Regions from separate parts of the Mus musculus genome. Here all the other regions are linked to region 4. The links are chromatin contacts, called in public ChIA-PET, HiChIP or PLAC-seq, Micro-C and promoter capture Hi-C maps. All regions are on one chromosome and are shown on one strand. Each heading gives the region's core, a stretch centred on a gene start, on an enhancer-like site or on the middle of the called end of the contact. The rest is flanking DNA. Distances are from core to core; before and after follow the strand shown. Region 1 overlaps Sv2c (synaptic vesicle glycoprotein 2c). Region 2 holds the start of F2rl2 (coagulation factor II (thrombin) receptor-like 2). Region 3 overlaps Sv2c (synaptic vesicle glycoprotein 2c). Region 4 holds the start of Hmgcr (3-hydroxy-3-methylglutaryl-Coenzyme A reductase). Region 5 holds the start of Iqgap2 (IQ motif containing GTPase activating protein 2). Region 6 holds the start of Hexb (hexosaminidase B). Region 7 holds the start of Sv2c (synaptic vesicle glycoprotein 2c).

Region 1 (3,552 bases), core at 987-3,486, 680 kb after region 4:
GTCATTGTAACACTCAGAGCTCAGCACTGGGTAAACACACTGACAACTCTTCTTCCCTAGTAGCCTGCATAGCACTCCATAGGCCTACCACCATGAAAGCTATGCAGCAGGAAGGAAGGTTTTTAGGTCAGCCCCAGCTAGACATTTTTTTTTAACATTTTTTTTATTTAATTAATTTTTTTTTTCTGATGTGTGTATCTGGGCATCATATGAATGCAGCACCTGTAGTGGCCAGAAGAGGGCGCCAGATTATATGGGGACTGGAGTTCTAGATGATTGTTACCCTCTATGTGGGTGCTGAGAACTGAACCCTAGTTCTCTAGAAGAGTACCTAGTGTTGATGTTAAGTCATTTCTCCACACCTGCCTGTCCTATAACCAAAGTGTGCTGTGTTGGGGATTTCTGGGGCATCCCTGACCAGTAGTAGCACGTTGGGAATTGTCTCCTGCCCCATACTGAGATTCATTTAACTTGGGCCAGGTGTGATGCTACACACCTTTAATCTCAGCACTAGCGAGGCAGAAGCAGATAGATCTCTGGGAGTTGGAGGCCAGCCAGAGATCTTAATGAGACCCTATCTTAAAACAACAACAACAACAAAAGAGTAATAATAGCAATAACTCATATCTTCTGGTCATCCATCCACCCATGTAGGATATCTGTGTTCAAACTCCTTTTTTTAATTTATTGTATATTTAATTATAATGTACTTAAATTATTTAATTATTTTTAATTATTTTACAAAGTGGGTTTCCATACAGCTTTTGCATACAACCTAAGCTTTGGTTAAATTACTCCAACCTTCCTTCTTCAATGTCCCTCCATCCTCAACTCCCCAGGACTAAAAGGTCAGTCAGAGACACCAGTTCTCTTTTCTATGCAGACACAGAGTTGTCTCTGGACTTTTCTCCTGGGTCCCCATAGGTCCACACTGTATTTTTAAGCTCACATTGATCACAGGCAGAATCCCTGCGTTTCTTGAGAAAATGCCACTGTTGAATATTGGTGCCTCTATAATTCCAGTATCCCTTTTCTTCCTCCAGGCACCTGAGTCACTCAAAAGTCAAAGGCTTAGGGCTGTGATTTGGGTTTGCTTTGTTTTGTTTTGGTGTTTTCATTTTAAGTGAGAAGCAATAAAAGGTTATGTAAAGTTTATAAATTAAAGAAATAATGTCAGAAGAGAACAGTGCCCACGAGCCACCTCCTCCTACCTTGTGTAACTACCTAAAACAGCATAGTGCATTTCCAAACCATGGCCTTTCTAGATCAGATAATATGTTTTGTGTGCATATAAAAATGACATCACTGCTGTCCACCCTGTCTAGGGGGGGGCGGGGGGCAGCTTCTCTTTCTCTACTGGGAGGTTTTCCGAGTTCCATCAGAAAGAGCTGCCTCATTCTTGTCCGACACGAGAGTGGTTTTTATCGTATGGCTGGCTGTGCCACAGCTTAGCTTCCCATTTGCCCACTAACATCATTATTTATATTTCCAACTTGACTTATTTTGCTACAAACAAGAGATGAACAGCTCTGAAGTAGTACTGCCCAGCTGCAAGTAGTTAAACCTTAGCATCACAGATGGCACTGGCTACCCAACCTGAGTCGATAGCCAGAGATTCACGTTTTACACTGACTGCGTAGTTTTTATATTTTATGCCCACGACGCATTAAGGATATAAATTTTTTATTTCCGTAGCAATATCAGAAACCCACCTGATCACTCTCACTGCAGAAAATGAACTCTGAGCTACTTTAAGAGAATTTAGCTGGTCTTTGTCTTATGAGAGATCAAGATGAAAACATGCAGATAATTTATTTCTTAGCTAGTCAGACTTGACATCCTGTACAATAAATACTGAAGAGTTTTGATTTCTTTTAGTACATTGGATCTCAGTCTTGCATCTAAAATCTCCTGTCTTGACAAAGACAGTTTGTTGTTGTTATTGTTGTTTTGGTTTGGTTCTTTTGTCTTTTGTTTTTTGTGTTTGTTTTTATGTTTTGGTTTTTTTTTACAATATTGCATAAGTAGTTACCAGAATTCAGGCCCTCAAACTGGATACTGAGATAGCAGGGCTTCCAGGTTAAAGCCTAGGGGAAATGTAGGCGCCAGTGTCCTATGTGTGTGTCATATGCTTTGCCTGCATTCCTTGAGCAACAGGCAGCTGGAAGGCAGCCGAGGAGGCAGCCATAGGGCCCTGCAGCGACAGCAGGGGGAGGCTGGCAAGGGCCTTGGTTATTATGCAAGATCCGTCCCTCTTTTCTTTAGTAGCACCACATTGATTAGAGCCAGGCTTTCACTGCCTTCTGTACCGCCCTAATTGAGGCCCTCCCTTGCATGGAATTTACATTATCTGTGGATAAATCTCACAGCGTGACATTTTAATGAGTATTTTAGCAAAATCCAAAGGACAATTAGAAACATCAACTTTGCAAGGGTCATTTTTTTAAAGACAAAATAATAATAAATGTCACAGTGCCAAACGATGAGATTTGGTTTCAAAGAATCCATTACACTAAGTGCAGACGTGAAACGCACAGCCCGTTTTCCCGGCGGAATGGGGTTCGACCCTACAGTCCTCTTCTTCGCCCTGCTTGGAGATTGTTCTGAAGCGTTTGCCTAGAGTTTGTGTTCAGATTTAAGCTTCCTTGAAATGGCGCTCAGGAGAGCTGAGCCACGGTGATGGCGGTCAGGGATTCAGTCCTTCGTGTCTTTTTGTCTTGTAAGGCATCCGCAAGGTCATTTCTCAATGTACTCATGGGTGCCTGCCATCCTCACAGGCCCCAGCGTAATCCTGTGAATCTTTGACTCTTGTAGGCATGGGAGGAGGGGCATCCATTTCCCTTGCCAGGACTCCTCCCACTACCCAGGACACGCCCCCTCTCTTCTCGTCGTCAGTTATACAATAATGGGTAAAGGGTAACCAGTCTAGGATGGCCGTGCCTACTTCGTAAGCACAGGCTTTAATTCTAACGTTGACACTGTACATAGCTCAAAATGAGGAAAGGAATTTATTTGGAATTTTGACATTGTCTGACTTCAGAAAAGTCATCCCCATAACACTAACCAGCTATTTGGGGGCACTGAGGTGACTCATTTGTCATTGAGCTTAAGGACCTGAGTTCAATTCCCAGAGCCCACATAGTAGAGAGAGAGTACAGGTGAGAAATAAATAAATAAATAATATAAAATGTAATAAAAACTTTACAAATAAATCCACACAAAAATCAACATATGATTCAAGTGTCTAAGTCTATATTTTAAAAAACAAAACTGATGCACATAAATACCACATATAAATGTCCATAGCAGATTTATTAATAAATACCCTAAACTGGGAACGTCCTTTAACCCACTAACATACATGACAATTTGTATGAATCTCAAATGTATCATGCTAAGTATAAGAATCAAAGTTCTTATTCACAAAGTTACATACTGGCCAGGTATGGTGATGTGTGCCTGTAATCACACCCATGGGAAGTCTGAGACAGGAGGATTGTGAACTCAAGGCCAGTCTGGGCTGCATAGCAAGACCTCATCTGGAAAACCAAG
Region 2 (3,494 bases), core at 137-2,636, 970 kb after region 4:
TTTTTGGTTTCCATTTGGTGCAGTGTTTCTGAAATGCTCCCCGCCTGGGAGAAGGCTTCAGAGAGTCTAATCCAAAGAGAATGGCCCTCAGCCACACACACCCCACCTCACATCTCTCCAAGGCAGACTTCGAACCCACTGTCCCACCTCTCCTTAAGTCTCACTTCTCAGTCTCCCAAGCAGGCTAGCATCAGGAAGGAACTCCCTCTCATAACTCATTTCCTTGCAACCATGGCTCAGCTTTGTGGCTTCTCCTCTCAGAGAAACCATAAACCTAGCCAACCCGTGCTTGTACCGCCCCTGCCATGGGTCCCCTTAAGCAGGGAACTCAATTTAAGGATCGTTCCTTTTGCAGACGGCTGCCTTTTGTTTAAGTTGGTTTCTTCCCAGTTCCTCCTCCTAATTGATTGCCCTGTGGCCTGACAGAGTCCTGCATACAATCCTGTCTCAAAGTAGTTCATTTCAGAACAATGAGGAAGTTATATAAGCTACCACAATAGAAGACATGTTCAAAGTGAAATAATTATATTTGGGAAAGCTTATTTCTAAAATTATACATAACCAAATTATGCCTAAACATCGTATACAGACATATCCGTATAGACATATATACACACAGACATATATACATATATATGTGAGGGACAGAGAGAACTCCTTGGTTCTGAAACATTAAGAAAAGACGGTATTTCACCTTGGAAACACGTCACATCCCTGATTAATGTCACTGGCTGCTGAAACCAAATTACTTTTCCTGGCAGTATTTTTTTTCCCACCGGTGCCTCAACAGAAATTATAATATTTAGAAATTTGAAAAGATTTTTTTAATGCCTTGAAAAAGTGCAATCTTTTCTACATCTGAACATTGTACACATACAAACACTTCTCACGCCAAAAAAAAAGTGGTTTTTGACTTAATCATAAAGTCTTGACTCTGTCACAAATGTAGAGACACTACTAGTAGAGAAGAACGCTTGGTCTTTGACAAGGTTTGACTTGGGAACAAGCTTGAATATTTCCACGCTATATTACCCCAGGCTAAAACCAGATCAAATTGTGTCTTTGGGTTCACAGTTTCTAGGAGTTAACAAGAAAATTAGGGCATTTGACTCTGACAGCAGAAACCATCCACTCACCACTCTCTCACCCCCATGCTAGACCACAAGAAGGGGACTTACCACTTTGGCAAACAGTGACTGGCAGAAACAGCAGCCCAGCTGCAACCAAGATAAGGATTTTCATCTTGATGTCCTGAGACCCGGTTACAGGATGTTGTTAAGTATACAAAGTCACAGCGTAGATTCCCCTCAGCTCCATGTATGAGCAGCAAGTGGAAAGCTGAGAACTCTGCCAGCCTGGACTGTGTGGGCAGGGACTCGTCCTTGCCTCTACAGAGAAAGGATGTGGCCACTTGATGTTTCTGTCTGTGTGCATGACTCAGGCTGAGCCTCTCTGGAGGAGTTGCCATATCCCTTTTATCTCTTCCTCACCCCCTCCATTATTTCATTTAGAACCAGTGCTGTAGTTCTCCCAGGGGCTTGGAATAATGGCAGAGACTGCAGAGTCCCTTGCAAAACAAAGCTGAGAACAGGTGCTGGGAAGCAATTAGCTTTGAATCAATTCCACTGCCCCGGTTCTATTCCCTATGCCAAAACCCTAGCTCCAGAGTTACGCCTTCTATTTAACACAAGAACAGTCAGACATTACACTCCTGTGTAACAGTCAGACATTCACTCCGCCATGGTCAGAACGGCCTCTTCTTACCGTAAATGGGAACAAACACAGAGTTCCATGGTGTGTAGAGCGTGAGAGGCTTTGGAGCGCACAGGCCTACATGCAATGTCTTCATCAAGCCCCTCCCCTCAAGGCTCAGGGATCTATGCGGAAGAGAAGGCAAAAAGATTGTTAAGAGCCAAAAGGGATCGATAGCTCCATGGAAACAGTGTCTTCCGGATAAATCAGGACTGGTGCACATATGAACTCACAGAGAAGGCAGCATGCACAAGGCCTGCACAGGTTCAAGCCAAGGAGGGTCCCAGAGCTGAGAGGGGAAGGGGACTGGGGCTCCCACCACTAACCCAGAAAGTTCTGCAGTTGATACCCACTGGCAAAGGAAAGAGTGGTTTCCTCCAATGGAATCTCCTGGATGCCCTAGGCACATGTCAAGGTAGGCCCTACACCCAGGAGTGGTTGGCTAACACAAAGAAAATTCAGTGGGATTTTTGCAGACTTTTCATCTCCTACTGCTTTGTTTGTTTGTTTGTTTGTTTGTTTGTTTGTTTTTTCTTTTTTTTCTGCCTTAATGGTCTTTTTGTTTGTATATTTGGGTTTCCATTTTGTTATGCTTTTGTGGGCTTTGGTGTATGCATTTCTTGTTTCTGTTTTTATTATTTGTTTAAATATAGACAGAAAGGGTATGGCGTTAGGGAGGTAGGAAGGATCTGGAAGTTGAGGAGAGGGAAAAGCGATCAAAATATAACATGAAATTTCTTTTTCAAAAATCAAAATGAAATTGTGCTTTATTTCAAATTTTAGTTCCTAAACTGATCACATAGTTATAAACTGAATTAATCATGAGAAGCGAATACACCCTCCCTCCTCCATCTTTTATTTTGTTATTTTGTTCTTTGAGACAGAGTTTCATATAGTCTGGCTTGCCTTGAACTCAGGATGCAGTTGAGCTCCTGGGCCACCTCCTGCTGCCTCTGGGCTGCTGGGATCTGTGGAGCTGGACACTAAACCCAGGGCTTCTAGGACTCTATCAACAGAGTTACATCCTCAGGCCTGGCAAATATTTAAGAAGTTCAAATTGTATCAGAGGGATTAGATTGTTTCTAAATTTCACCTGAGGGTGATAGTACTTATTTATGACCCCAGCGCTTGACAGACGGGCCGTAGCAAGAGGACTGTAATGAGTTGAAAGCGGGCCTTGGCCATGTTGTGAGTTCTAGCCCAGCCTCAGGAACACAGTGAAAGTTTGTCTCAGAGGGAGAAAGAAGACAATTCTCTACCTGCCTTCCAATGCCCTGACAGCCCTTAGTGCCTGTCAGGAACTTAGTTTTATTGTGTCTGGGAAGAAGGTTCATTTGCCATTGATCAATGTGTCCTATGATAACTCTATAGGATAAGATAACAGGATAGATGCAAACCCCCCCCCAAAAAAAACTATTTGAACTGAACTAAATTAAAATCATAATAAAATATCGAAGAACAAGACCTTGCTTTATTCCATGAACTTTTTGTTTTGTTTTGTTTTGTTTTGTGACCTGGTTTCTTGGAACTCTATCTATAGACCAGGCTGGCCTTGAACTGAGATCCACCTGCCTCTGCCTCCTGAGTGCTAGGATTAAAGGTGTGCACCACCATAGCCAGCCTGTTATTCCATGAATCTTGATGAATGAACAGATTTATAATAAGCATTTTAAGATGATAGATAGATAGATAGATAGATAGATAGATAGATAGATAGATAGATAGATAGATAGATGGATGGA
Region 3 (3,463 bases), core at 348-2,847, 710 kb after region 4:
AGGGACAAAATGAGAGAGAGAAAGAGAGAGAGAGGGAGAGAGAGAGAGAACACACACACACCGTGATGTTGACAGATGCCCTTTAAAGGGTCTGTGTTGCATAGCAACTCTTAGCGGTGGTGGGAACTCTTAGCTATGGTCGAAATGCACAGCACTGGATGCTGACGTAAGTAAACTACAGGTGCTGAGTCGCTGAGAAGCAGGCTGATAGTGTCTGACAGACGGCAGTTGTATTTTATACTGGAACAAAATTTGAATTTCCTTATTTCCTCTATTTAAGAGGTGTCACCAAGATTCTGGACACTTATAAAACAAATAACAAGTCACTTTTGTAAAGACTTGAGAGCCTGCTAGATCGCCCAGTCCCACTCCCTGGACAGAGGAGGTGGCCCAGCTTCTCCCAAGCTAAGCAGAGGCTAGCTGACTCCTACGGAAAGAGGCTTTAAGCCTGCTTTTATCCTGAGAGGACTTACACGGAGTGAAATTAACTTTTACTTAGTAGAACCATCCTTCCAACACATTGGACCAAGAAAGAGCTTTTTTTTCTTCTTCTGTACCAAAATAAGAGTCAGTAGAGTCGTACGTACGTCATCAGGAGACCGGCCGCAGCAGTGACAGCTGGCTTCTCTGCCTCCGCGTTTGCTAACAAGCATTTTAATTATCTGCTTCACTAACATACGGCACAAACCACGTAAAGACCATCAGGGTGACTGCGCAGAACGTGTAAGTTTAAAGCTGGACTCCCGAGCATCATTTTCTAAACCTTGACTGTGTTTCTGTCCCTTGCAGAGCAACGGGCTTCGGCTTCTTGAACGCCCTCTGTAAAGCGGCGGCCGTCCTGGGAAACTTAATCTTCGGCTCCTTGGTCAGCATCACCAAAGCCATCCCCATCCTGCTGGCTTCCACTGTGCTCGTGTGTGGAGGACTCGTGGGGCTGCGCCTGCCCGACACACGAACCCAGGTTCTGATGTGACGTGACAAAAGCCATTCCCTTCCTCCCACCGTGGGTCGGTCGTATTGCCTGACTCAAAGCTTCAGAGTTTTAATGTATAGAAAGGTGGCCAAGTATCAGAACACAAACTTTTGCTGTGATGTAACGTGTAGCTGCGTATTGTCTTACCCCGCCAGTGTGATTTGCAGGGTTTCCCGCCCCCCCTCCCCCCGTGCACTGTTAGCTTTTCCTAACTGTGATGTTCCTGCTTCTCAGTGCCCAGTGGAAGTGTTCCTAAAATGTCTCAGTTGACCAGGCTTCCCCAAGGACTACATTCACCAAGAATCTAAAAAGTCTGTGCTGGTGTAAGAAATAGACCCTGCTGGCGACGCTCTACTAACAGGAAGTTTAAATTGGCATAATTTTGTGCTGAGGAAAGGGATTTCTTTTTCTTCTTTTTTCTTTCTCTCTTTCTTTCTCTCTCTTTCTTTCTTTCTTTCTTTCTTTCTTTCTTTCTTTCTTTCTTTCTTTCTTTCTTTCTTTCTTTCTTTCTTTCTTTCTTTCTTTCTTTCTTTCTTTCTTTCTTTTTCTCATACCGAGTGATACTTCCTGTTTTCTTAGAAAAAAGACAGCCTGCCAGCCACTCTAGCTGTTACAGCAGGGGGTTTCAAGACAATTGTGTGACACCAAGCACTTCTGGGCGGGGCTCTTTTGGGCAGGATGATTAGGGTGGTTTTGTTAACAAGAAAAGTTTAAAGTCTATCCCCACTTGGCAACGAAACCCTACCTGAGCAGCACAAGGCAGATTTTTAGATAGAAATTGGAATTCACAACCAAAGCCATTTGGGAAACACAGACGGGAGCCTCTCTTGTACGGTCCCTTGCGGGTCAACACCACCCACCCTCCTTTGATCAACTGTCCACTGTTACATTTTTAGCCCAAATCTCCACATCAGGTCATGTCCCTCCAGTGTCCCCAGGCTGTGGGCTCCTAGCCTTGTCTCTGGACAGTTTTTGAGCCTGCCTGCTCTCCCCAGCAACCCTCCGGCAGGCAGGACAGCATTTCCTGGTGGGTGAATATCTGTTTTACCTCTGGAATCTTCCTGAGCATGGAAGGAGGGAGGGGTCAGCAGGACGTTCCCACGGGCCAGCTGTCAGCTAAAGGACCTTCGAGTCTCTTGCCCGGTGCCCCTCCCCCAGGCCCATCCTTTTACGCGTCTTTGAAATCTGAAGCCTCCTTGTAGATTTGCAGCCTGTGATAGCAACCATCGTAAGGCCTGTGTTTAAACAGCATTCTTTGTTTAACTGCCTCTGTCTTGTTGGAGGGGGAATCCTCTTTGCTTATTTTACGCTTTTCTTGCATGACCACAGCCCCGGGCCTTCCAGAAAAAAGGAAACTTCTGTTCCCAAGAATCTGTTCAGAGATGGCCCTGCTCCCTGGAGTCCCCTCTGCCTTGCCTCCCTTCCCCTCACATGTTCCCTGATCCCTCCTGGAGCTGAAATTCTGTGAAAAGCTCTTTGATTAACATAAACCATTAATCCACTGCCCCCATTAAGTAATGCAGGCGTGGTGGAGGGGGCAGCCTTGAGTTAAGATGGGAAGCTGCAGAGAGAAAGTGGTTCCCTGCAGATAACCTGAGTACTCAGAGCCTGGACATCCAGGCTATGAGAGCCAGAGCTGCAGAGCTGACCAGGGAATCTTCGAAGCATCATTGATTGATTTGAAAGACACCAATGAGGCAGGGCCAGAACAGAACTCGCTTCTGTTTCTCATCCCTGGGAAACAAATCTGTGTTTCAAAAACCTAAGGAGTATCTATTTTTTTTTCCATGCAGGCTCATTTCTCTCTCCTATTTGCACCATGGTTGTTTTCTTTTTGAAAAAAACATGTTTGAGGCCCAGAGCAGACCTTTTGGTTGAATGTGGCATGCAACAAAATTGCTGCAAAAGTAAGATATGAATCCCTATCTTCCCATTCAAAACAAACAAACAAACAAACAAACAAGCAAACAAACCATACAAATCAAAGGCATTGCTTTCTCTACTCTGGCCTGCTGTGGTAGTGATCTTACTGGATAGTCTTTACTCTCAAATTGTCTCTGCTCCCTGATTTAGCTACAAGTACATTCCAAACTGCAAGACACAGTCATTCAGAATTTTATCTGGACACTGGGTTGGGCCAGCATGGGATGACCCAACAGAACCCTTCTTTATAAGACCATCTGTCCCCTTCAGAAAAACCATTTCTGTCAACTACCCCAAGCTTCCCAGGTGGCCCAAGAGGGATCTCTTCTATAACCTCCTGGACAATCAGTGGTCACAAGCCTTCTTGGTTGCCGTCTTGCCCACTCCCCACACATTTCCCTCAGCCTCTTCACTGTGTGTAACCTTTCCTTTCCACGACAGGGTTCTTGTTGCTTCTCAAATACATGCTGTGGCTTGTTCAGGTATAATTAGAGGTTAAGATCCAACCATGAGATTCGACAGAAGCCCCAGTTATGAGTGTCATGGGCCTTGACACCAGGGTAGACA
Region 4 (3,660 bases), core at 1,088-3,587:
AAAGAAATCAAAGCCGGGCGCATGCCTTTAATCCCAGCACTTGGGAGGCAGAGGCAGATTTCTGAGTTCAAGGCCAGCCTACAAAGTGAGTTCCAAGACAGCCAGGGAAACCCTGTCTCAAAAAAAAAAAAAAAACGAATATAAAATGAGATAGAATTTCATTATGTGTGTGTGTGTGTGTGTGTGTTTGTTTGTTTTTTTGTGTTGGAGCTCAAACCCAGGAATTCAAAAATGTTGGGTAAGCCTGTTACTGAACTCTACCCACAGCTACTTCTTGCTTGGCTTTTAACTCATATGTCTACTGGAGTTCTCAAAAAGAAATTGGGAACAAAAGTTTTCAAACCTCATTTTATCTTTTCTGCAATAGCTTTGTAGTCCTTTCAGGAAAAATTTAAGCATATTTATGGTTTTCCCTTGTAGCCTGGGATGGCCTCAATCTCATGACCTCTCTTTCCTTAAATTTCCAGTGCTAGAATTACATGCGTGTACCACCACATTTGCCTTTAAGGCTGTATTAGTAACAATTTTTACAATCTGTAATGTGAGACATTTAGCCTGTCAGACTTTTAGAGGCATGAAGAATATGACAGGGTTTCCAGGCTCTTGGACTTATCTATACCTTGTCTCCCCTACATCTTTCTTTACTTTTCTTTCTTGCCCTTTTTCCATTTCCTCCCCCCCCCGCACCCCCCCTCCTCCACCGCCCCGTTTAAGAAGTCTGTTCACTTCAATTGCTTTCACTTTGGTGGGTGCCACGTGTACTGTGTCTATTATTATACTTCCAGCTCTAACCACCACACCCTGGACATAAGAAACTTTTTGGAGTGTTTCGTAAAGATATGAACAAAGGCTCTATATTAAGCCAGTGGAAGGTAACTCTAGAAGCCCAGCTTTAGATGTGGAATGAAATCTTAGTTTTCCAATTGATTCAAGTTGTTTAGAGCATGTTCTTTGTGTGAAATGGGAGCAATCCCTATTTTATAACAACGATGAGACTCTAACCAGGTACTTTTTTAGTTTATGAAAAGTACTACTGAACATATAGTGTTTTAAGAGATGGCTCATCGGTTAAGAGCACTTCAGTTCTTCAGAGAATTCAGATTCAGTTTCCACTTACATGGCAGCTAACAACCATCTTACGTAACTCCAGTTCCAGAGGATCCCCCACCCTCTTCTTGCTATTCCTTGGGCACTGTTCTGTACATGTAGTGCACAGCAGCACACACACACACACACACACACACACACACACACACACAGAAACAGAGAGCGCACAAAAACAAAAGGAGTTATGTACCAATTGCTCTCTTTACGACATTTCCACATAAAACAGTAAGACAAGTCATAGACTATTACGGAAGTGCTATGGGCGTTCAGAAGAGAGATATGACATATGTTTGAGAGAATCAGGAAAGGAGGTGGCATATGAATGATCCTTGAGGTATAATTAGGATTTCAAAATTTAAAGTGGGTAGGTATATCCGGGCTAAACTAAGACCATGAGCAGGGGTGTCAAAAGCGATTCAGTACAATCGAAGGGTAAGTTACTCTAGGCTAACACAGGGATAGAGTTGTGTAGGTGAAATGGGGTTGGGCCATACTGGAGGCTGATTTAGGGGCAGGTGTATGGCATAAGAGGAAGATTACTGCAGCAGAAACGCCAGAAGCAGAAGGTGTAAGCACCCGAGAGTGGGAAGACCAGTTAGGAGAGGTTATTGCAAGTTTGAGTTAAGGGCTTGATAAAGGCCTTCAGCCAGCAGGAGAGCAGAGGGAATTCAGAGACGACACTGGAGAGGGACTCTTCAGCAAGAATCCAGTGTGCGACAGGTGACCTAGATAGCCGGAGCCATTAGCACTGATGGGTATGTCACAGGGGGTTTGGGCTGCAAGTCCCTGCCACATTTCGTTTTCTTTTTTAAATTCCTCTTTTTTTTTTTTTCAGAGCTCTACTACTTCCCCACAGATCTCTCTACTAACTGGGCTTTTTCTTTTCAACCTTAACCCGCGTTCACGCTCCAACTCTAACACGGTGGCCTCCCGTGGTCTTCCCACGGGGGCAAGACCCTGCAGGTCAAACTCTGAGTTCGGGGTACTCCACCCGCGGCATCCCCTGTTCCCCGCGCGGGCGGCGTCCTTGCAGGCGCCCCTCGGCTCGGAGACCAATAGGAAGGCCGCGATGCTGGGACCCGACCCGTCATTGGTTGGCTCTGCCGTGGTGAGAGATGGTGCGGTGCCCGTTCTCCGCCCGGGTGCGAGCAGTGGGCGGTTGTTAGGGAGACCGTTCGTGACGTAGGCCGTCAGGCTGAGCAGCCGCCCGACGATTGGCTAGGGGATCGGACGATCCTTCCTTATTGGCGGCCCGCTGGCGGCCTGGAGCGTGCGTAAGCGCAGTTCCTTCCGCCCGGGGCTCCGTTGGCTGGAGACGGCAGCTGGGCCGGCTTGGCCTCCATTGAGATCCGGAGGTGAGCTGGCGGACGCTGGGGACCGGCGGGACAGCGGGTCTCGCGCTCCGCCTGGGCTCACGAGGCGGCTGCGAACCGAGGGGACCGCGAGGACACGTCCTTGAGGCCCGGCGGCAGGGCGGCGGCCAGGGAACCCGTGGGCCGGGTGGGCCTGAGGGCCAGTGCAGCGACGGGGCGTCCGTGGGTTCAGTCCGGAGGGCGCTGTGCTGACCCGGCGGTCACGGTCATCCGTGTACGAGTGCCTGGCAGAGGGGACAGCGGGAGCCCTAGAGAACAAGGGTTCACGCCCAGGCGCTGCCTTGCGGCAGGACCCGTCTTTAAAGTGATGGAGATGTAGGCTGCAAATTGACCCGATCCGCGTGGGTACGGCAGGTTGTGCTCTTCCTAGTGGGCCCGGAGGAGGATGCGAGGTCTGTACAGGCACAGCTAGCCCTCCGAAGTCGGTCTCTCGACCTTTATGTTATAGTCTTTCTCCTAAGGGGCGTAGTCTCATTGATACTGATGTCAATTTACCTTATGCACCTATTGGAATTATTTGGTTTGAATGAAGAAAATGGCCTTAGAGGTTCGCAAGTAAAACAGTAGACTTCTGAGGTTGGGCGAAGTTAATAGTCTTTCATCGAAAGCGGACAGATGGAAATCTTTCCTCTCTTGAGGTTGTATCTTTTCGGGCTAAGGCCTGTAAAGGCACAGGAAACGTCTGTTACTGGCTCTTTACTTACAAAGTCGTTGTGTACAATTAAAGCATCACACGAAGTAGGGAATACATTTTGTTTGGTTACTTGTGATTTATTTGTATTTTATTTATCGTAGGGCAAAAGTCTTGGATCTACATTGGGCTGCGTTTTGTGGGCTTACTTGGTCGTAGTGCCTTTCTAGAACTTGACCAGGCAAGATAAAGGGTGTGCTTGCTCACACTGCTATATTTTTGTCTAATTTGTAGACTGTGAGCTATATTCTGGGATCAGTTTCTGAATCCTTAAATCTATCTTGAAATTGTGCTTTTTTTTTTTTTTTTAAGTTCTTAAAATAGTAGTTCTTTATGGTTCCACTTAATACTTTGGTCAGAGAACTTGACCATGAAGAGGAGATGGACTTAGAAACTGGTAATGTATGGTAAAGTTGGGTACAGAACTTGTTTTCTGTGCAAGGTGATGATGGCCCCCTTTGATGGATGGGTAGGTTAAGAATGCTGAGT
Region 5 (3,459 bases), core at 631-3,130, 780 kb after region 4:
ATTCTGCGATTCTTATGCTCAAAACCAAGAAGTCATGGGTGGTTGTTGTAGCCCTCATATGCAAGCCCAGCTCCTGGGAGATTGAGGCTGTGGGGTCACAAGTAGGGCAAGATCCTGTCTCAAAAATAAACAAACAACAAAACCACCCTAGAACGCCTTTAAGGGCTCTCAAATGTCCCTTAATTGTCATAATCGACCACTTGGTCTGACATTCAGAAAGTGCTCTGCTGCTTAGTAATAGGTTCCCAGCCCAAGCTCAGGTTCCAGCTCATGGCTCCCATCCTTGCCTGTCTCTTAGGATAGGATGTTCTCCACCCAACTCTTGCCTATTTTCAAACTCCACCTGACACCACACTTTGAAATCATACCACCTTCTCAGGCCATTGTGGTTTACAGCGATTTCCTCCCACCTCTCCTCACATAGACCATCTACTTCTTGAGGCCCTGCATCCTGGTGTTCATCCTGAGAACTGATGTGTGAGGAGTTCATCTTTGATGCACAGAATACGCAGTGCGTTTTAGAGTCCAACATGGCGTCTCTGAGACATGGAAGAAGCCTGGCTGACAGGCTGGTCACAGGATGAGTATTGCTGACCTGTGGCCATAGCATTAGAAGCATCTACTTTTGTGGGGAGGAAAATCCCTTTCATCCCATTCCAACAGGGTGAGAATCCAATGTCTCTAGGGGTGGGGGTGGGGAATCCTCTCGCTCTCATCTGATGAGACTTCCCTCTTCCTGTGCACCTAACTCATAGGCTGGCACAACTTCAGCTTCACTGACCACTTGTGAGAAACGCAAGTTCATGAGCCTCAACTCAGACCAACGGAACTGGAGGCGGGGCGGGGTCCAAGAGTCTGAATTTCAAGTTTCAAGAGTTCATTGTGTCTCCCAGAAAGCAGCTGGCTGCTCTCTGTAGATTTGCTTAATTAAAGGTGACTAGTGTCGCTAGACCACCTTTCTTCGGCTAAATCATCTCTTATGACCCTCTCTTTTGATGATTTTTTTTCAGTCATGTGATCACCCACATGCCCCACGTTTGTGAAAAAGCAGTGGCCCATGTTTGGGGGGGGGGGGCTCCCACATTCCTCCAGGCTCCAAGCAACCGCATGAAAACCGTGCTTTTAAAACAGCTACTTGTGGTTTCTGTCTCAAAAGCTGAGCCGGAAAGGGGTTTGTGGTTGTGCGACCCCGGCTGGGCCTGAGCGACAGTTTTGCACATTGGGGGCGGGCTGGCAGAGGGGTGGGCGGATGACTGGCAGTTGTGTTCTGAGTGTTGTTTGGAGGCTGTTAATCTTGCTCCTGCAGCCCGCGCACGAGCTCACCCTTACCGTTTCTTGTCAAGAAAGGGGAATCCTGTGTCTCGTAAGCCAAAAGTCATAAACAACTTTCGTTTATACCCCTAAATGCGAGAAGCAGGCGCTCGCGGGGCTCGGGGGTGGGGTGGGGAGGTGAGTGTGTGAGGGTTGTCCCCGTGCAATCTCTCTAGAGGAAAAGGAACTGCAATGTTTGTCTCTCAGTCACTGAGCAACACCCAGGCGAACTGGGTGCCTGTGGTCTGCTGTGGTTTTTCTTGCTCTTCCCTGCGCTGGTTCACTTCCACCCTCCGGATGCTCCAAGTCGCCCTCCATCTGTGCGCTGGGCTCCAGCTGCAGGGGTCCAGGGTGCCTCTCAGCCCCTTCCTCTCGCGGGAGGCGGGTCCTCGCAACCGGGCGCTGCGCTGTGCGGCCAGTAGGGGTCGCTGCACGGCGGCGCGCTCCCACCGCGGTGAATAACGGGGCCGGGCGGGAGGAGAAAGGAAACCTGCTGGGGGAGGCGGTACGGCCCGCGGGCGGGCGGGCGGGCGGGCGGGCGAACGAGCGAGCGAGCGAGGGAGGAGATAGTTCACTTTTGCCCCGGTGTCAGCGAGACGCGGCCGCCGCAGGCGCGAGTGAAGGAGCACCGAGGGAGCGGAGCGGTCAGCTCCGAGAAGCCGGGCGAGGGCAGCCCAGAGGTGGGATCGGAGCGCGCCCGCCGGGCGCGGAGCCCGCGAGCCTGGCCAGCGAGGGAAACCACGGGGGGCGCTCCCCGGGAGGGCCCCCAGAGCAGCGCAGGATGCCGCACGAAGAGCTGCCGTCGTTGCAACGGCCCCGCTACGGCTGTGAGTGTTCGGGCTCCCGTTGATCTCGGGGCGCCCCTCTCCCTGGGACGGCGTTGGGGAGGCCGAGGGGCTTGAGGGCGCGCTGCGGAGGGCAGCGGCTGGCAAAGTTGAGAATTGGAATTGCAAAGGAGCAGGGCGCGGATTTCCAAGCCCCTTTCTTCCAAATTCCTAATTGCAGCTTCCAGCTAAGTCCCTCCACCTCGCAAGCCTCAGCAGCTCTGGTGCAGATCAGGTTGTGGTTTAGGGGTATCAGGTGAGGAGCCCGCCTTGCTTTGGGCGCTGCCGGCTCGAGCCAGAGGGTGGCGTAGGGGATCCGATGCTTCCCACCCAAAAGGGGCGGAAAGTTTGTTTGCTGTCGCTACAGGTGGGCAGCGCAGCTCCTGTGCCCGCGCGCTCTGCGAGAGGTGAAGGCACTTTCCTGGAAGGGCAGGCTTCTCCTACTAGTCTCTTTTGGGCCTCACCTGAGCAGCTAGAGCCACTTAGGCCCCACAGGTGTGAGGCCCTTCCAGCCAAGGCCTCCAGGGACACGTACCGCCCCCAGCCACTTTCCCGGTGGCTCTCCCCGCCCCCGATCTCCTGCGCGGGAGGATTTCTGTAAGGACAGACTCTGAGCCGGTCTGATTGAAAGTGACGGTGTCGGTTACCCAGCCCCGGGCTGCCGGCGGCGGAAAGAGGTGGCTTTGACTAACAAGAGGGAGCCAGATTATCGCCAACCACGTGGCCCCTTGTGCAGAGTTCAGAGTCCTAAATATGCGCTAGGAAGTATTTCCTTTAAAACAAACAGAACGCTGGCTTCTTCTCCCGGGTTGGCCCTGTCGACAAACGCATGGCCACGAACCATGGGTTAATCTTTTGCTTGGACTGGTCTTGTTAGACGCAGTACCAGGTTTAGGTTAAGGTGGTGACAACTGCAACAGAGTTAGTGTGTTCATGTGGTTTGTGGTGTTTGGTAGGAGCACGGATGAAATTTTTGGAAGAGGGTCGCCAACTTCCCTAAGTCAGTCAGTCAGTCTCTCTCTCTCTCTCTCTCTCTCTCTCTCTCTCTCTCTCTCTCTCTCTCTCACACACACACACACACACACACACACACACACACACACACACACACACACACACACACACACACACATCCCAGTCTTGGAAGGGACTGTCAGAGGTGAGAGGTTTGTTTTTTCCTTGTGACAGCAAGGAGCCAGCTGCAGTTTCTGTAAAGTGAGAAAATGCATTCAGCCACCCAGCATTTTGCTTGCAGCCTGCCCAGTTTGCAGTGGATAAACCACTCAGAGAGCTCCTGGGGCTGGAGGAGGAGCCCTGTGCTCAT
Region 6 (3,485 bases), core at 151-2,650, 530 kb before region 4:
TTCTGTGCTCTTGTAGGATACAACCCAATTTTTGAACTACTTAGCAGTCTTCTTTTTTTTTAAAAAAATTTTTTTTTCCTGTGTGTGTATTAGTCAGGGTTCTTTAGAGTCACAGAACTTATAGAATGTCTCCAAATATTAAGGGAATTTACTGTGATGACTTACAGCCTGTAGTCCAACTAACCCAACAATGGTCAGCTGTGAATAGGAAGTCCAAGAGTCTAGTAGCTGCTCAGGCCCACGAGGCTCATTGTTTCAGCTGGTCTTCTGCAGAAGTAGGTTCTAACAGATGTGTTGGCAACTAAGTGCAAGCAGGCGAAGAATGAATCCTCCTTCTTCCAAAGTCCTTATGTAGGCCTCAGCAGAAGGTGTGGCCCAGATTATAAGGTAAATACCAACAGGCTTGGATCTGGGACTTGCTTTGTTCCAGGCTGACCTTGAACTCAAAGCTCTCCTTGCCTCATTCTCCTGGGATTAAAGGTGTGTCCTACCTAGCCTGGGCCTAAGCTTTTCATGGCCACTATGTCTCAAGATCTCTGTGTCAAGATCTAGGTCAGAATCTTGTGTCTCCCAGCCTCAAGATCTGGATCACAGGTGAGCCCTCTAATTCTAGATTGTAGTTCATTCCAGATATAGACAAGATGACAACCGGGAATAGCCCCCACAATGTGTATGGGTGTTTTATCTGTATGTACATCTGTGTACCACATGCGTGCCTGGTAACCTCAGAGGCCAGAAGGGTGAAGTATTCCCTGGGACTGGAGTTATTGGCAGTTGTGAGCCACCAAGTGGGTGCTGGAAATTGACCCCCCCCCCCGGTTCTTTTTGAGAACAGAGTTCTTAACTGCTGAGCCATCTCTCCAGCAATCTTCTAGCATCTATTTACTTACTAAGTTGCCTTCCTGTGATTAGACATACTGTAATCTCTGATTACACATATGCACGTTCGCCCTAGCTAATCGTTATAAAGGTCCTTGGAAAACTATACATCGACATTAATCTCCACTACAGAAATATTCTCTTTGTATCACTTTAATATTTATGTAGTCCATCGCGTCTATCCCAAGTTTTAAATGCTCCCCCTATCTATTTTTTTTTCCATGCATAAATTTTAACCTCCCATTACTTCCAAAGTCAACTCCTGGGAATTCTGACTCGGGAGGTTTTATCAATCAGAGTCCACCACCGTCAGATTTAGTGACAAAAACACTACCTGAAGAGTGGAGGAAGAGACAGGTCTTGCCTGTCAGTGGGCTGCACAAACAAGTTCCTCAGGCGTGACAGGCGTGAGCCACACCCCAGCATCCCGGCTAGAGCGCGACCGCCTCTGCACCGAGCCTGCCCCCAATTTCCGGGCCAATCCCCTCTCGGAGGCGGAGCCCGGGCGGGGAGCTCGGTCATCTGACTTGGTGACCCGGGCACGGATGCTTTCTTCCCAGCGACCCAGACTGGAAGGTTGGTCCAAAGACTGCCTAGCCAGACTCGCGGAGCAGTCATGCCGCAGTCCCCGCGTAGCGCCCCCGGGCTGCTGCTGCTGCAGGCGCTGGTGTCGCTAGTGTCGCTGGCCCTAGTGGCCCCGGCCCGACTGCAACCTGCGCTATGGCCCTTCCCGCGCTCGGTGCAGATGTTCCCGCGGCTGTTGTACATCTCCGCGGAGGACTTCAGCATCGACCACAGTCCCAATTCCACAGCGGGCCCTTCCTGCTCGCTGCTACAGGAGGCGTTTCGGCGGTGAGCAGCCCCACCCAGCGGGGAGGGGACCTTGGGCACAGAGAAGGATCGCCGGGCTACTTGGGTCTCACAGGACTGGAAGACAGCATGACTAGCCAGTCTAACTTAGGTCCAAACTTTGCAGACTGAAGCCCAAGACTTGACCTGTTCATGCTTCTTCTTTCGCGCCCTAGGTGCTCAGGGACCCTACTTAGGATGGGTTCCGAATAACAACGGCCGGGCGTGGTGGCGCACGCCTTTAATCCCAGCACTCGGGAGGCAGAGGCAGGTGGATTTCTGAGTTCGAGGCCAACCTGGTCTACAGAGTGAGTTCCAGGACAGCCAGGGCTATACAGAGAAACCCTGTCTCCAAAAACCAAAACAAAACAGAATAACAATGGAACCCGTGACTCTGCTGGAGTCAGTTTGTTGGGCCTCAGATGGGCAGTTGAGATGACTCCAAAGATAGGGAGGGAACAAGGTCCTAGCCTGCAGAGTGAACCTCCTCTGAGTGCATCCTTAGATACGGATCTTTTAAGGGCCCTAGGTATCCCCAGTGTCGCTTTCAGCTCCGTATGTGGCAACAATTCAGATATCTTTAGTCTCTTCAGTTTTTTTTTCGTTAAGTGTATATGACTGCATGAATTTATGTGTACCGCATGTGTGGAGATACCTGCAGATGCCCAGGGCATGAAATTTTGGAGTGAGCCCCTAATGCGGGTGCTGAGAGCCGAACCTGGGTCCTCTGTAAGAGAGTAAGAGTTCTAAACCTCTGAGCTCTGGGGTGGTAGTCAGGGGAATGGGGGAAACCTTAAGTTGAAACTTTATAGGAGACCTCCCCCTTCCGAGCTATGTTCCATACCTAATAATGTTAGGTATTCAAATGTTAGTCTTTCCAAATGGCCTTTCAAGTGGCTCTTAAGTAACATCTGCTTTTCTTCTTGTTTTCCCAACACTTGGCAGTAGTTGCTCTGTCTTCCTCTCTAATAGGTTTCCTAAAAACCCTTGCCTCATTTAGCACTTAACTGTCAAGCCGGGCATTCTCTGGGCACAGAGTGCCAGCCATAGGTAGGCACCCTTGCCAAGAACAGGGGCTGTGCTAACCTTATTGGTTGCAGGGTAGATTGTATTTGGGACGGTATTTGAATGGGATCCCCCCTCTGCCCTCTCGATTTGAGACCTGGGCGGAAGGGTCTGCCCCCTGGGAACTGTAATTTGGTGCTAGCTGTGTCGCCTGCTTTCACTTCTTCTCTGTGTCTGGTGCATATAGCTATAACTTGATTTTGCCTGCAGGACACCAAACAGCTGACCAGGGAATGCAAAACAAAGTTAAGGGTGGGTGTTTTAGGCTCTTTGCTGTGGAAGGTTCAGTGGAAGAGGCCCTGATGCAGCAGAAACAGCGGGGGTTCTCTGCCACAGAAAGGCTAATGCTTTGCTTATAATTTGCACAACTAAGAGGGTACTGTCACCCTATTTTGGAGGCCTGCTCTAAAAAGCCTTTGGAGTTGAATTGCTAATGGGCTGGAATGCTTTGTGGCCCACAGGTAGAGCGAAAAATGTACAACTAAAGTGCCTGGTAGTATTGGGGTATCCCGGATTGTAGCCCAGCTACTGGACTGAATAACGTCTGAAAAGCGGCTTGCTTGATTTAGAGCTGGCGGTCAGGCTGGATTTTCCTTTTGCCTTGCTTGAGCAGGCGAGTTACTTGTTAATGGATACAAAGTGACAAAGGCTTGAGTCAGCTAGGAGGTAGTTTGAAAACAGGCTTGCCATCT
Region 7 (3,717 bases), core at 616-3,115, 540 kb after region 4:
AATAATAAATTACTATGCAACTATTACTGGCACGCCCTCAAAGAGGTATCCATCAGGGCAGTAAATGAATTACCAGCACCTTTTGCAACGCCACATAGATCCAGATACGATTTACGTTTTTAAAAATTTCACACCGATGCTGGAGCACACCTGTGCCTACATGGTATCTTACATTGGTAGCAACACAGATGTTTTACCCCAAATAATTGTTTATTAAGTAAGAATGCACAGGAAGGATGTCTAAATGAGTGGGTTAATTTTTAACCATTCCAATCATTCATCTCACAGCACCACAGTAAGTGGTACAAACCGCAAAGCATTTAAGCAAAACACACAATCCAGATGGATTTTTCAAAGATCGGTCCAGAAACTGTAGGCTCAACAGGGCCTGGGAATCCTGAGTCTCGGAATGCCAGAGCAGCAAGGAGGGGCAGCCAGAGGTTGGAGGCTGGTTCCATTTTCCTCTCTTCATCTCATCTTGAATTGTGGCACACACGGATTATAGCAAGCTGGAGTTATCTGTCCCAGGCGGTCCACGTGGTCCCCACCAGCTTCTTTAGCGAGAGCCTCCAGACCGCCTGGATCTCTGAAGAGCCCGGCTGCTCTTCTCCAGCAACACAAACATTTACATGCATTGTTTACTTATGTATCGGCACAGCCAAGCATTTAGCCACCTATTCAATCTTTCAGGCTATTTACTCTCGCATGAACTCATCCAGGGAGAGATTGTGTGAGAGATCTACCCACTGCAGCTCCCACCAGCGCCTCGCTTTGTCTCGCTCCTCGGGGTTACCATTACAAGGGTAATGATTGCGCGGCGGGCACCTGCCGGGGGTCGGGGAGCTTCCAAAGTACACGAGTTTCACGAGAGCTCGGAGCTGGTAGGGTCTACTTTATGAGGATGTCTGGCTTCCCACTTTGTCCCTTCCGATGAGCGGATGGGTAACAGGATGACGCTCTGCCCTGCCAAGACGGAGTAGATACTTGGGTGTGGTCTCTCCAGGATGAGTTCCAGTTGGTATAGTCCAGCCCCAGCGCTAAGGTGAGGCTAAGGTTGCCGTTTCTCACCCTCTAAGGCATTCCTGAGAACAAGAGCAATATTCTCACCTCTCTCTCTCTCTCTCTCTCTCTCTCTCTCTCTCTCTCTCTCTCTCTCTCTCCTATTAAAAATGCTAGAAATCCCCCCACCCGGAGTTCCGGCTGCTCCCTGGCCCTCCCTGGTTTAGGGACACATACACACATCCCGCACGTGGAGTTCCTTCCGCTACACCCCAAGTTTTGTCTCGTGTGCTAGCATGGAGATTGGGGGGTAGGCGGGGGTGATCAGCTACTCCTGACTTACGGAAAGCCTAGTCAAAATTAACCAGTTCCAGGCTCAGAAACAGAACAAAAGCCCTCCTTCCCGAGGCACTGGCCTCCAGCAATCAACAATTTCCTTGTGCTTTGATGGACCCGACCCAAGGGGCTGCCAAACGAGCAGCGCACAGTCACACTCGGTGACTAATTCAGCACGGGTGCCTTATCGACGCCCCCCACCCCGCCTCCTCCTCCTGCTACAAACTGAGCTCTGACTTCTCCAAAAGTACCTGCCACTTGGAGCCAACCCCCACCGCACCCCTCCCCACCCCCGACCCGAACCGCAGCAACACCTCCGCATCATACCGGGAGCTCGCCCAGCCTTGCACAGCGCCCTCCTCCCCCGCGCGCCGTAACCCCCTCCCTGCGCATCGCTTGTACTCTAGCCACGCCGCCGCCCGCCACTGCAGCACCGAAGGGAGGAGGCGAAGGAGGAGGACCGCAGCGTGGCCGCCGGGAGCCACTTTCCCGCCCCTCCTCTCGCTGCCGACTAGCTCAAAGGAGTCACCACTGCGCGCGCTGCAGGAGAGAGTGGCAGACCGAGGCGGCCCCGGGCTGCAAGCGGAGGGGTGCTCGCAAGGCGACGGCTGCAGTGCAGAGCGGTGGCTCAGGGCAGGGGGTCCCCGGCGCCTGAAACGGTGAGTAAGGAGTCCCCCGCAACCGTGGCAAGGGCTCGTTCCGTGCTAGGTTTTTCTTCTGTGCCGGGAGACCCAGCGTTGTAACCAGAGAACTTTTTGCAGCCTTCCAGAAGCGCAACTAGCGCAACTTTGCCAGCTCTGGCCCGGGAAAAGCGGCTGCAGGTGAGGCAGGCTGCCCGCTGGGTACCTGTGTTGGGATGGCAAGCAGGAAATCTCACTGAGGCAGTCGAGTGGCCCCGGGTTTACTAGGCAGAGGCAGGTTAAAGGTGCGCTATGTTCGGGATTCAAGGGCAGGTGGGTGGGCAGCTGCAGGCATCTCCCGACTTCTTTGGGGGCGCAGGGGTGGGGGAGTTTCAGGGAGGGCTGGAGAGACTATTCAAAACAGGCAGCCGGGAGCGCCCACTATCAGCGAGCCATCCCCGCAGCCTCTGGCTCAACTTTTTCTGCGGGGAACCCTCTGCAGATGTGCAGAAGTGGTTGGAAAGCACGGGGAGCCGCAGTCGGCTCTGCGGGAGGCTAGCAGAAAACCCGTCAATTTTCAAACTCTTACACACACACACACACACACACACACACACACACACACACACACACACAAGCTGAAAGCAGGAAAGCCTGCTGTGGCCCTTTGTAAGAATCAACACTTCTCCAACACTGCACCTCTATTGAGCAAAACCCTATCGAGCGTCCACTATGCGCCTAGGGGCGCAGCGAAGCGCATCTAAGAGTGAGGATTTCTTAGGAGAGGGACTGTCCCCAATGATGATGATGATGATGATGATGATGATGATGATGATGATGATGATGATGGCAGCAACAATTACTACCGAGGTATCTAATTTAAGGACAAGAGGAAATGGGCGACAGGTCACCATCTTCTCTTGGTGGACTTTTCCTCTCCAACTGGGCTCTAGAATCGAGAATACTTTCTCCCGCGAACTGGAACGCCTCTGGCCAGGAAGGAAAGAAAGATTTTAGAATGCCGGGATGAACTTGGCTGGGGAAGCCAGCACCCCACCTCAGATACAAGGAGCATCTCTGTGGGCGTGCGGGAACCTCAGTCCGCCACGCGCGGGGGCGGAGAGGGAGGAGCTGAGTCACCAGCTCTGGAAGTACCGCCTGGACCATGGGAGCGGGGGGGGGGGGGCGCTCGCGTCACCCTCTACGTGTGGGCGTGATGCAAATACAGCCCCGCAAGGGGAGGGCGCGGTGGAGGGAGGGCTAGGAGACCCAGCCTGTCTGGGAGCGCGCGCGTGTGTGCGTCAAAGGCTCCGGAGTGATGGATGCCCTGTGGCGCGCCCTGTGCAGACGGCAGCGACTGGAGGGACTCGGGTGGGAGGATAGACTGCGGCAGGGGTGGCAGGGGATGCCGGGCAATACAGAGGCTGCAGGCAGGCAAAGAGCTCCGCAGTGTGCCGCAGTGGTAGCACTGGGAAGGCGTCGTCTCAGCAACCAGGATTCCCCCGGGTGCCCAGACATCTTTTAAGTCTCTGAGGGATGCCCAGATGTTCCTTTCTCCCGTCAGACTCCCTTCCTTCCTGCATAGCTGATTGACTAAGAAAACGGGCGGGGAGGGGGGCGCTTTTCAGTTTACTTTTTGTCCTTAGCAGGAGTAAGACAGTTCTTTCAGAGTCCATTCATTTTATGTTAGCAAGCTTCCTAGTGCTCAGGCCAATTTTTCAAGCAAATGCTTTCTTGGTTGAGTTCCTCAGGTTCTCTAAAG

Evidence for each region. Promoter capture Hi-C pulls out the DNA fragments that hold promoters and counts their contacts. A called contact is a pair of places that touch in the nucleus more often than the background predicts. ChIA-PET counts read pairs in DNA pulled down with a chosen protein or histone mark. HiChIP or PLAC-seq counts read pairs in DNA pulled down with a chosen protein or histone mark.
Region 1: a promoter capture Hi-C map of hippocampal neurons shows a contact between it and region 4, with 3 times the contacts expected there. The contact joins the enhancer-like site here to the promoter of Hmgcr in region 4. A contact is called at or near these places in 4 of 39 promoter capture datasets (cranial neural crest, embryonic stem cells, hippocampal neurons and 1 more), 10 of 115 datasets of contacts at active chromatin or transcription factors (SST interneurons, astrocytes, cardiomyocytes and 6 more) and 1 of 9 other capture datasets (embryonic stem cells).
Region 2: a contact with region 4 is called in an H3K27ac HiChIP or PLAC-seq map of embryonic stem cells, with 4 times the contacts expected there. The contact joins the promoter of F2rl2 here to the promoter of Hmgcr in region 4. A contact is called at or near these places in 3 of 39 promoter capture datasets (hippocampal neurons, liver and neutrophils), 2 of 115 datasets of contacts at active chromatin or transcription factors (bone marrow-derived dendritic cells and embryonic stem cells) and 2 of 9 other capture datasets (adipose tissue and liver).
Region 3: a contact with region 4 is called in an RNA polymerase II ChIA-PET map of memory CD8 T cells, with 61 read pairs. The contact joins the enhancer-like site here to the promoter of Hmgcr in region 4. A contact is called at or near these places in 2 of 39 promoter capture datasets (cranial neural crest and second pharyngeal arch cranial neural crest), 1 of 484 Hi-C or Micro-C datasets (CD4 T cells), 9 of 115 datasets of contacts at active chromatin or transcription factors (SST interneurons, bone marrow-derived dendritic cells, double positive thymocytes and 6 more) and 1 of 9 other capture datasets (embryonic stem cells).
Region 5: a promoter capture Hi-C map of hematopoietic stem and progenitor cells shows a contact between it and region 4, with 2.9 times the contacts expected there. The contact joins the promoter of Iqgap2 here to the promoter of Hmgcr in region 4. A contact is called at or near these places in 5 of 39 promoter capture datasets (the HPC-7 cell line, hematopoietic stem and progenitor cells, neural stem cells and 2 more), 4 of 484 Hi-C or Micro-C datasets (CD4 T cells, CD8 T cells, embryonic stem cells and 1 more), 4 of 115 datasets of contacts at active chromatin or transcription factors (bone marrow-derived dendritic cells, double positive thymocytes, memory CD8 T cells and 1 more) and 1 of 9 other capture datasets (liver).
Region 6: a promoter capture Hi-C map of neural stem cells shows a contact between it and region 4. The contact joins the promoter of Hexb here to the promoter of Hmgcr in region 4. A contact is called at or near these places in 1 of 39 promoter capture datasets (neural stem cells), 2 of 484 Hi-C or Micro-C datasets (Th1 cells and regulatory T cells), 4 of 115 datasets of contacts at active chromatin or transcription factors (bone marrow-derived macrophages, effector CD8 T cells, memory CD8 T cells and 1 more) and 1 of 9 other capture datasets (liver).
Region 7: a Micro-C map of embryonic stem cells shows a contact between it and region 4, with 4 times the contacts expected there. The contact joins the promoter of Sv2c here to the promoter of Hmgcr in region 4. A contact is called at or near these places in 5 of 39 promoter capture datasets (cranial neural crest, embryonic stem cells, hippocampal neurons and 1 more) and 2 of 484 Hi-C or Micro-C datasets (both in embryonic stem cells).

The regions. Positions count from the first base shown.
Region 1 is chr13:95,994,180-95,997,731 of GRCm38.p6, reverse strand. The region is part of intron 4 of Sv2c (synaptic vesicle glycoprotein 2c); the gene reads left to right. Among named protein-coding and RNA genes, the nearest start is that of Gm24032, 99 kb to the right of the region's middle. Within about 2 kb of position 2,236, at least 15 of the 459 cell types and tissues checked have an H3K27ac peak or open chromatin away from gene starts, as enhancers often do. A contact at or near this core is called in hippocampal neurons, where this site is marked.
Region 2 is chr13:95,694,812-95,698,305 of GRCm38.p6, reverse strand. F2rl2 (coagulation factor II (thrombin) receptor-like 2) reads right to left here and starts at 1,386. Exons shown (of 2, transcript NM_010170.4): 1 at 1,179-1,386. The coding sequence starts at 1,242. The region is part of intron 13 of Iqgap2 (IQ motif containing GTPase activating protein 2); the gene reads left to right.
Region 3 is chr13:95,958,790-95,962,252 of GRCm38.p6, reverse strand. Sv2c (synaptic vesicle glycoprotein 2c) reads left to right here. Exons shown (of 13, transcript NM_029210.1): 13 at 790-2,810. The coding sequence ends at 973. Among named protein-coding and RNA genes, the nearest start is that of Gm24032, 63 kb to the right of the region's middle. Within about 2 kb of position 1,597, at least 124 of the 459 cell types and tissues checked have an H3K27ac peak or open chromatin away from gene starts, as enhancers often do. A contact at or near this core is called in SST interneurons, double positive thymocytes, forebrain and 4 more, where this site is marked.
Region 4 is chr13:96,669,613-96,673,272 of GRCm38.p6, reverse strand. Hmgcr (3-hydroxy-3-methylglutaryl-Coenzyme A reductase) reads left to right here and starts at 2,337. Exons shown (of 20, transcript NM_008255.2): 1 at 2,337-2,462.
Region 5 is chr13:95,890,343-95,893,801 of GRCm38.p6, reverse strand. It overlaps Iqgap2 (IQ motif containing GTPase activating protein 2), which reads left to right and starts at 1,880. Exons shown (of 36, transcript NM_027711.1): 1 at 1,880-2,138. The coding sequence starts at 2,093.
Region 6 is chr13:97,196,272-97,199,756 of GRCm38.p6, reverse strand. Hexb (hexosaminidase B) reads left to right here and starts at 1,400. Exons shown (of 14, transcript NM_010422.2): 1 at 1,400-1,731. The coding sequence starts at 1,496.
Region 7 is chr13:96,130,725-96,134,441 of GRCm38.p6, reverse strand. It overlaps Sv2c (synaptic vesicle glycoprotein 2c), which reads left to right and starts at 1,865. Exons shown (of 13, transcript NM_029210.1): 1 at 1,865-1,994. It overlaps Gm29543 (predicted gene 29543), which reads right to left and starts at 1,717. Exons shown (of 2, transcript NR_167969.1): 1 at 1,663-1,717; 2 at 192-1,082.